2 separate regions of the Mus musculus genome follow, and region 1 is linked to region 2. A link is a contact called in public Hi-C data. All regions are on one chromosome and are shown on one strand. The core of a region is the stretch at or near the end of the contact, and the rest is flanking DNA. Distances in the headings are between cores, read along the strand shown. Region 1 holds the start of Tk2 (thymidine kinase 2, mitochondrial). Region 2 overlaps Cdh5 (cadherin 5).

Evidence for each region. Hi-C and Micro-C count contacts between places; a contact is called where the count stands out from the background.
Region 1: a Hi-C map of centroblasts shows a contact between it and region 2, with 2.1 times the contacts expected there. The contact joins the promoter of Tk2 here to the enhancer-like site in region 2. A contact is called at or near these places in 8 of 39 promoter capture datasets (the C10 cell line, the HPC-7 cell line, cranial neural crest and 5 more), 2 of 484 Hi-C or Micro-C datasets (B cells and centroblasts), 4 of 115 datasets of contacts at active chromatin or transcription factors (bone marrow-derived macrophages, embryonic stem cells and pro-B cells) and 3 of 9 other capture datasets (adipose tissue, liver and pancreatic islet).

Annotation. Positions count from the first base shown.
Region 1 is chr8:104,246,906-104,250,862 of GRCm38.p6, reverse strand. Tk2 (thymidine kinase 2, mitochondrial) reads left to right here and starts at 2,305. Exons shown (of 10, transcript NM_021028.3): 1 at 2,305-2,462; 2 at 3,179-3,216. The coding sequence starts at 2,330. It overlaps Cklf (chemokine-like factor), which reads right to left and starts at 2. Exons shown (of 4, transcript NM_029295.3): 1 at 1-2.
Region 2 is chr8:104,126,152-104,130,190 of GRCm38.p6, reverse strand. It overlaps Cdh5 (cadherin 5), which reads right to left. Exons shown (of 12, transcript NM_009868.4): 4 at 3,532-3,648; 5 at 1,975-2,139; 6 at 792-979. Among named protein-coding and RNA genes, the nearest start is that of Gm29682, 22 kb to the right of the region's middle. Within about 2 kb of position 2,485, at least 30 of the 459 cell types and tissues checked have an H3K27ac peak or open chromatin away from gene starts, as enhancers often do. A contact at or near this core is called in B cells and centroblasts, where this site is marked.

The DNA of each region.
Region 1 (3,957 bases), core at 1,056-3,555, 120 kb before region 2:
CCACTGGCTCCGCCTCCTGGTCTCTTAAGTTCCTAACTCTTGCTGACACCTGTCTAGCCTAACCCAAGCCAGGTCCCCACCACTGCTCCTCTGCCCTGGAGCTTTCCTGTGGAGAAGCACTGTTGGAGTAGGCGAGAAAAACCCAAGAATGCCAGCCCAGCCTCTTCGCCATTTGAGCATCTCAAATGCCACCTCCTTAGGATTTCCCTTGGTTACCTTGTCTAGTCATTCCTCAGCATTTTTTTTTTTTTTTTTTTTTTTTTTAGATCCCATCCAGATTACAAGTATAATATCCCCCAGGAAAACGTTGATTCACTGGTAGTAAGTTAGACTTAGGCAAGAGAAGTTCCGATGTTCTGTTAGTCTGGTTGACCACGGATAATGAAAATGTATAGTTTTATTTAAAAACTAAAAGGCTACAAGAAAGGAATTTGGCCGTTTTCAGCACAGAAATTATTCCGAAGAGACAGACTTATCCTGATATGAATATCACACAATGTGCACATGTAATAAAACATCCAATGGTATCTTGTAAATAAATACAATTATGTATCAGTTAAAATAAAAAATATAAATTCTATAAAGCAAGGATCTGTCTGCTTCTCTGCTCGAAGGGTCCCCATGGTCTGGGCCACTCATCAATAGCTATAGAATATATAGCCTGAACTTATGGCCTGGCCCTGTTAGTCTGTCCTTGCTCTCAGAACGTGCAAGCCTGTCTCTAGAGTACTTTTCGCCTCCCACTGCTGTTAGTTGTCCCACAGTTTATAAAGTGCTCCGGTGTAGCCAGGACAAACCATCTTGGAGCATTTCATGATGATAGACACAGGAAGAATATGTCACTTCCATTATGTGAATTAAGTCTCATGATTTCTTTTGGAGAACTGAATAACCACCCGTCCTAGTTTGCTTCTCTGTGATAAAACAAACACTGACCAAAAGCAATTTGGGGGAAGAAAGGGTTATTTGGCTTACAGGAGGGAAGACAAAGTAGGAACTCAAGGCTGGAACCGGAGGCAGAAGAAGCAGAAGCAGAAGAACTAAGAGTGTTTATCAGCTTCAGTAGTTCTCTGGTTTGCTCATTCATAAAGACCCGCAGCTCACCTGCCCAGGGACAGCATTGCCCATAGCAAGGAGGCAAAAAACAAAAACAAAACAAAACAACAACAACAACAAAACCCCTCCTTCATCAATTAGCAACAGGAATATGCTCCACAGACATGCGCACAGGCCAATCTGCCGCAGCCAGTTTCTCAATTGAGGCTCCCTTTCCCGAGGTGTTTCTAGTTTGTGTTGCCTTGGTAAGAATTAACTAGCCCACAACCCCAGTCCATTTAGATCTCTTTGGATCCTGCCCATCTAAGATCTGTTCATTTGGCTGAATCTGATCAACAGTTACCAACAATCTCACCCCAAGACGCTCACACACACACACACACACACACACACACACACACACACAACTGTCGACTTTGAATTTGAAGATTTTATTTGCCTTTACTAGGTGCCTAGCAAATAAACAGGAAGCCCTGTTAGGGTGATGGCTTTTTTGTTACAGATCTAAAAGAGTAAAACAAAACCCAGAAAATGTCTTTCTTCATTTTGCCCAAGACGACTGCCAGCATCTTGCCACCTGGAAGAAGTGGAAATCTTCTTTACACGCATTGTAACTGCCCATATACAGTCAAGGCGGCAACATCTGGGCTTATTGGTCTTGAATGGGTGAATTATAGTACCCAAGCTTATTTTTGCTTACAAGTTGGCCTTACATGCTTTTTTTCTTATCCCTTTTTTGTTCATTCAGGGGAGATATTCGTTATGCTTTCCCGAGGAACATTAAAATCCAAACGTTGAAAATGTCAAAGACTGTAACATTTGGGAACAATGGCTTTCACGGCCCTCTCACCTGTGTCCCTCACACTGTTTTTTGTGATGGTGGGGATTAAACCTAGGAGGGCCCTTTGAAGCCCAAGGACAAGCTTGGAAAATGTTCCCAAGTTTGACAAGGTCTACTTGCAGAGTATTTTCGAAGGAAAATACAGGACATCCTGAGTAGGCGGTGCGAGGTGTGGATGGAGCCGGCAACCAAGGAAGTAATCGGATATACTAAGCAGTCCCCGGCATTATTATGCCATCCATTCTCTAAATCTACTTGGGTCAGGGCCATTCTGCGGTCTGTAAGTGGGGAAATCCTCACTTTGAATCTCTTCGGTGTAGCCTAGAGGGAGAAATACTAGCGGATCCCTTAAGGGGCGGGGCCGGACAAGGGGTGGGGCGGGGCTCCAGGACGCACCGGAAGGAAGTAGGACTTGCACATCAGCCAGGGACTATGCTGCTGCGGTCGCTGCGTAGTTGGGCTGCCCGGTCCCTGCGTAGCGTGGGCCCGGGGAGCTCCGGGAGCCCCGGGAGCCTCGATTCGGGCGCCGGGCCGCTGTGGGCACCTCGCCGCGCCTGGCCTCCGGGTAACTAGTGCTTTTGTGCCACCTCGTAGGGGCCACACTGAACCCCGCCCCCTCACCTGCTAGTCCCCAGGAAGGGTCTGGGGACTGTGGGACCCTAATGAACTGTCAGGATCGGCACTTAGTGGGGCTCAAACGCGGCTTCTCGGCCCATTTTTTTAATTTTTATTTTTTATTGTCAGATTCTTTAGGCTTGGGAGGTGGCTAGTTGGGGCACGAGCTGTATTTAATCAGCTCTTAGTGGATGCAGGTGTCTGCGGACCTAGGGGGCGGGTTCAGGCTTGCGACTTTCTCCTCTTGCTGGCAGTGCGGATCTTTCTCTTCGGAAATGGAAGCCAGGTGACATAGCTTTCATTGGCCTCGGGCTGCTGCTGCCAGGTGGGTTGGCAGTGTTGCCAGTCTTGGCCTAGACAGCCTGGGTCCCAACCCTTGGAATCTCTCAGAGTGTAGGTTATCCCTGGGTGCGCTGTGAAGATCCTAAGCACACAATCCAGGTGAAACGGAAAGTAGAATGTACCGAGCAAAGGAAACTAAGCAAGCACACATGGGCCTGGGCCCAGTACAGCGACACATACGGACCCAACTGTAGAGAGTCCCAAGAATGGCAAACATTTTTTGTAAGCCAGGGAACACGCATACGCAATGACTGTGTGGTCATTTATCAGGTCAGCACAGAGCAGAGTGAATAATTGAAACATCGATTTCCTTTCCTTTTTTAGATAAAGATAGAGAAAATGATAAGGAGAAAAAAGCAGTGGTAAGTTTCTCTTTGCATGCTTTCTCCAGCGTAATTTCGGTTTGGTTTTGTTTTTTTTTTTTTTTTTTTTTTTGAGGCGGAGAACAAAAACAATGGTGCGCACAGTGAAAAACCAAACCCAAGACGATATCCAGGGTCACAAATCTCTCTTCCTTCTTGTGGCCCGGTTCCTCTCCTTAGATTCCATCACCGTTAGCCATTTCTTGTGTGTACGGGCGGGAGTGGGGCCTCGAGCTGCATTCAGGTAGTAAGCACTCATGTTCAGGTGTTTGTGAACTGCCAAAGATGCTGACCGAGCCATCTAAACGGCTTAAATTGCATCTATTTGCTTCACTGCCGATTGCCCCGCCCAGATGTGGGGGGAAGTGTTCTTCTCACTTCCTTCTGCTGTCTAGTGGAGACCAGAGAATCCACGAGGGACCTCAGGGTGGCCTCAGTCAGGAGGTGCTTGACAGGCAGGCTCTGGGGGTTGGGGCTGTGAGGTCAAAGGAAGTGCAAGTTAGACAGGTTTAAATGTTGCAGCAGTATTTTGGTTACCACCAGCCCAAGGGTTCAGTTTCTTCCTTTGAGATCATCTCACCCCAGGCTGGCCTCAAACTTGTGATCCTTCGGCTTCGACCCCTCCTGAACACTGGGATTTCAGTTGTGTGTCACTCCCAAGTGGTCAGGGCCCGTTTCTGTAAGGGAGCTGAAAGCCTTGAGCTCAGATGGCTGGGGAGAAGGCAGCTGGAGCACCTTAGT
Region 2 (4,039 bases), core at 1,236-3,735:
AATCTGAAATCACCTGAGAAGGGAACCGATTGCCTAGATCATGTTACATATGGGCTTGTTTGGGTGGGGGTGGGGGGTGGGGGGTGGTTATCTTGATTGTTAATTAGTGTAGGAAGGCCCAACCCATTGTGGGGAGCACCATTCCCTAGGCCTGGTTCTGAACCGTATGAGAGGAGAAAGCTGACTGATAGCCAAAGCCACAGACAGAAAGTATGCGTGCTTTCATTTCCTTCTGCTTTTGACGCGGATGTGATGCGACCAGTTGTCTCAAGTTCCTGCCATTGTGACTTTTCCATAACAATGGACTCAGCTTGGAATTGTAAATCGAATACACCCCTTTTCCAAAGTTGCTTTTGGTCAAGGTTATTTTTATCACAATATGAGAAATGAGACTAGAACAAGTGTTGTCTGTGAGTGCTGCAGGGTTTGTGGCTGCTTATTCCAGAGCCTGATCTTCCTGTGGCAACTCTGAGACATGCTCTAGATAGCCCCTATGGGTCTGGGCCCCACTCGAACCTGTTCATCACTGATTGCCACCTATCCTTGCTCCTGAGGCTTTTAGGGATTACGGCCCAAAGAAACATGTCACACCCAAAGTATTGCCTCTATCTCTGGAACAATTCAGGCTGAGACTGTGGGTTACAGTCTCCACGAGTTCGTGGCCCGCTCTGAGCTGTACCAGAACCTTTGCCTTCAATGACCTGTGGCTCAGAAGTGATCCCTGAGCATGTCTTTTGGATCCTGCAAACTCCATAGCCCATGAATGGGCTCGGTTCTGCAGGTCTACGTACCTTCGTGGGTTTGATGATACCCTCGTTACGTTTGGGGTCTGTCTCAATGGTGAAGGTGTCCCTGTACTCGCCCTGCATGATGCTGTACTTGGTCATCCGGTTCTGAGGCTCATCTGGGTCCACAACAGTCAGAAAGCCCAAGGGCTTGCCCACTCGGATGTCTTCAGGCACCGAAAATGTGTATGTGGCTAATGTGCATAGGATACCGCAAAGAGTTAATGAGATAGATAAGACAATTGTCTCTTTGTATTATCACACATACACACACACACACACACACACACACACACACACACACACACCAAGGGTCTTACCCAGGCTAGGCAAGCACTCTATCACTGAACTATACCACCTAGCCTTTGGAATTTTGAGATAGAGGCTTGCTCTGTAGCCCAGGCTGGGTTTGAACTGGCAAATCTCCTGTCTCCGTCTCTTGAATGCTAGGGCCACAGGCATGTGCTGCCCTATCTGGGTATCAAACAGTATTTTGCTACAGAAAACAGGCAAGAAACTATGATGGTATGATTCTGGGTCCCAAGGTAAGGAAGCCTGCCTTGCCTTTTGTCTGTCTGTCAAGCTGGCAGGGTGTTAGCTCCTTCTGTACATTGGAACATCAATAGATGAGCGAGACAAATCTCACCTTTAGGAAGTAATAGAGCTACTTCAGAACTAGATAATTTGGGAGTCAGCTGAGGCCTGAATTTCCACATAGCTAGTCGGTTCCATGAACATAGCAACTTACTTCTACTGCCCACTCTCACTGGGGGCACAGGAAAAGCTCTTGACAGACAGTTTCTAAAGGGAAATTCAATTTGTGGGTATGTTTATACCAGATTGTGGTTGTACCCTATTCTCTGGGATTTTAGAGCTGGGCCCTCAATCTCAGAGGTTCTGCGTGAAATGGCTCCTGTCTCTCAGTGGGACTTGAAGCATTGCAGTGCCATCGGCAGGGCTGTGAATTTTTTAAAATCTGGTCTGTGAAGGGACTCATCAGTGGACAGTTGGGTGACCTTGAGAGCAAAGCACTAGGATGAGTCAGGGCCTCCCTACTCTGGCTTCAGAAGCCCCCTGGGATATAGCAAGAAGTAGAGGGATTTGGGGCACCCTCTGAAAACTCCCAAGTCACTGAATCTGGATTGTCTCTGCCCCTGTCCACTTAAAGGCCTATGGGGGAGGGGCTTACATTGAGTAAAGACGGGGAAGTTGTCATTGATGTCCTCCAGTCTGATCATCACAGTGGCTGTGCCTGACTCTCCCCGCAGACCCAGGGCATCTTGTGTTTCCACCACGATCTTGTATTCAGCCTGTTTCTCTCGGTCCAAGTTTTTGATCTTTGTGAAAATGAGTCCTGAGAAGAAGAGTGTCCCAACAGGAATTGTGTTATCTGTGGAGCCTTGAGAAAATCTGAATGCTCAGATCCTTTCAGAAATACATAAGCAACTTCACTATGTATTTGAGATTGGGAACCCCAAACCCACTAACGCCATCCCTTGCCCTGTATGGCTAAAATCTGGCCAAATGTATGGTCCAATATTGTTCCTAGCCAGGGAGAATGTTATATTGAGAAAGACCATACTGCCAATTCCAGGCTCAGAGTGCGATAGATTAGTGATGACTGCCGTGGTACACATAGACATGATTGGCTGTGCTGTGCTTGATTAATGATGTCTGTACTGACATACATGGAAATGACTGCCCTTTTTAGTGCTGAGAGTGCTGTGATAGGTTAGTGATGTATCTCTTGGTGCACATAGGAGTACCAGTTACACTCTGTCTTTGCTCATCTTCTGGAAGACAAGGGTGTCTGGCTTGCCTAACTTGCTTTCTTTCTTGCTTCCAGGGCTCAGTACTTACAGCTTTTAAAATTAGACACCAAAGTTGGCCCAAGAAGCCTTCTGGACTTGCAGACTTGAATCCTGTGATGAACTGCAACCTAGTAGCATGTAAATACACTTAAAGCCCTAACTTAGGAGTTTGCTCAGCCAATCACAGCGGCTGTGCTTCAGTTAATCATAGGCTGCCACCTGTTCACAGCTATTCAAATAAGGCAGACACCCCAGCTGGAACCATCCGAGCTGTTTCTAGACTGCAGGGTTTTTTTTTTCCCTGTACTATAAATATCACCCAACTATGTGGCAGCCCTGGGGTTTCTCTGAACTTGTTTAGCTTCTGGGGTGTCCCAATTTGTGAACTGTTCTTTGCAAAAATTAAACTTGATAAAGTTTAATTGGTCTAAAGTTTTTTCTCTTAACAAGGCATGGAAAAAAATTTCTGTGGCATGGCTGTGCCTATGCGAAATCGAATTTCAACGTCTCGGCTACTTGGCAAGGGAGTGTGAGCATTCCTATCTTCTGGACGAAGGACGTGAGGCTCTTAGGTGGTAGCTAACTTGTGCAAGGGCTGTAGGGCTGAGCAGTAGTTCTGGGTTCAAATCAGATGTCTCTGAATGTGTACAAAAGACTTTCCAACCAGCATGTTCTGTTGAGTCCTGGTCTATGCTTGGGTGAAAAGGCCCCGATCTTCTTTCTGGACTTGAGGTCCTGCTTTGGGCGCTTGTCTGCTTCCTTCTCCCCTAACCCACTCCAACATGTCTTTATGTGTATTATGCATTCCTTCTCTGGATCAGTGGCTGGTGACACCTATCAGGTTAATGTTCTCTATACACTGGTACCTGCAATATTCACGTCCCTCCTCCATCCCTCCAAATGGGTACCCGCCCAAAAGGCTTAGTCATACAGACCAGAATTATCAATGCTGAAATACTCATTTCCTTTCACGATTTGGTACAAGACAGTGGCGTGGCCGGCCACAGTGGGGTCATCTGCATCCACTGCTGTCACACGGATGACAGAGGTCCCTGTGGAGAGAGAGAATTCTGGTATGTCCGCTCATGACTGGCCCTCACCCCATTTCCTGGTGGGAGTAGATGGGGGTTCTGCTGTTCCTACTGCCCAAGATGAGGGAATGAAGGCTGCCTTGTGCTAGAGGGGCCATCATGAGGACAAAGTGCCAGCCGGAGCAGTCATGAAGCAGGCAGAGAGAACAGGTGGTGTGTGTGTTTGTGGGAGAAATGAAGAAGGGAAGGGGTTGGGTTTGAGAGAGAAACATAGGTGACGTCTGGGTAGATTTTCATTTTCTGAAAGTATGAATGCGGGACTAGGAAGGGTGTTGCAAAGTTCCCAGAGGGGTTGAGATTCCATTTCTCATCCTTTGGAGTTCTGGGTTTCCTCAAGAAGGTCTGGCTCCAT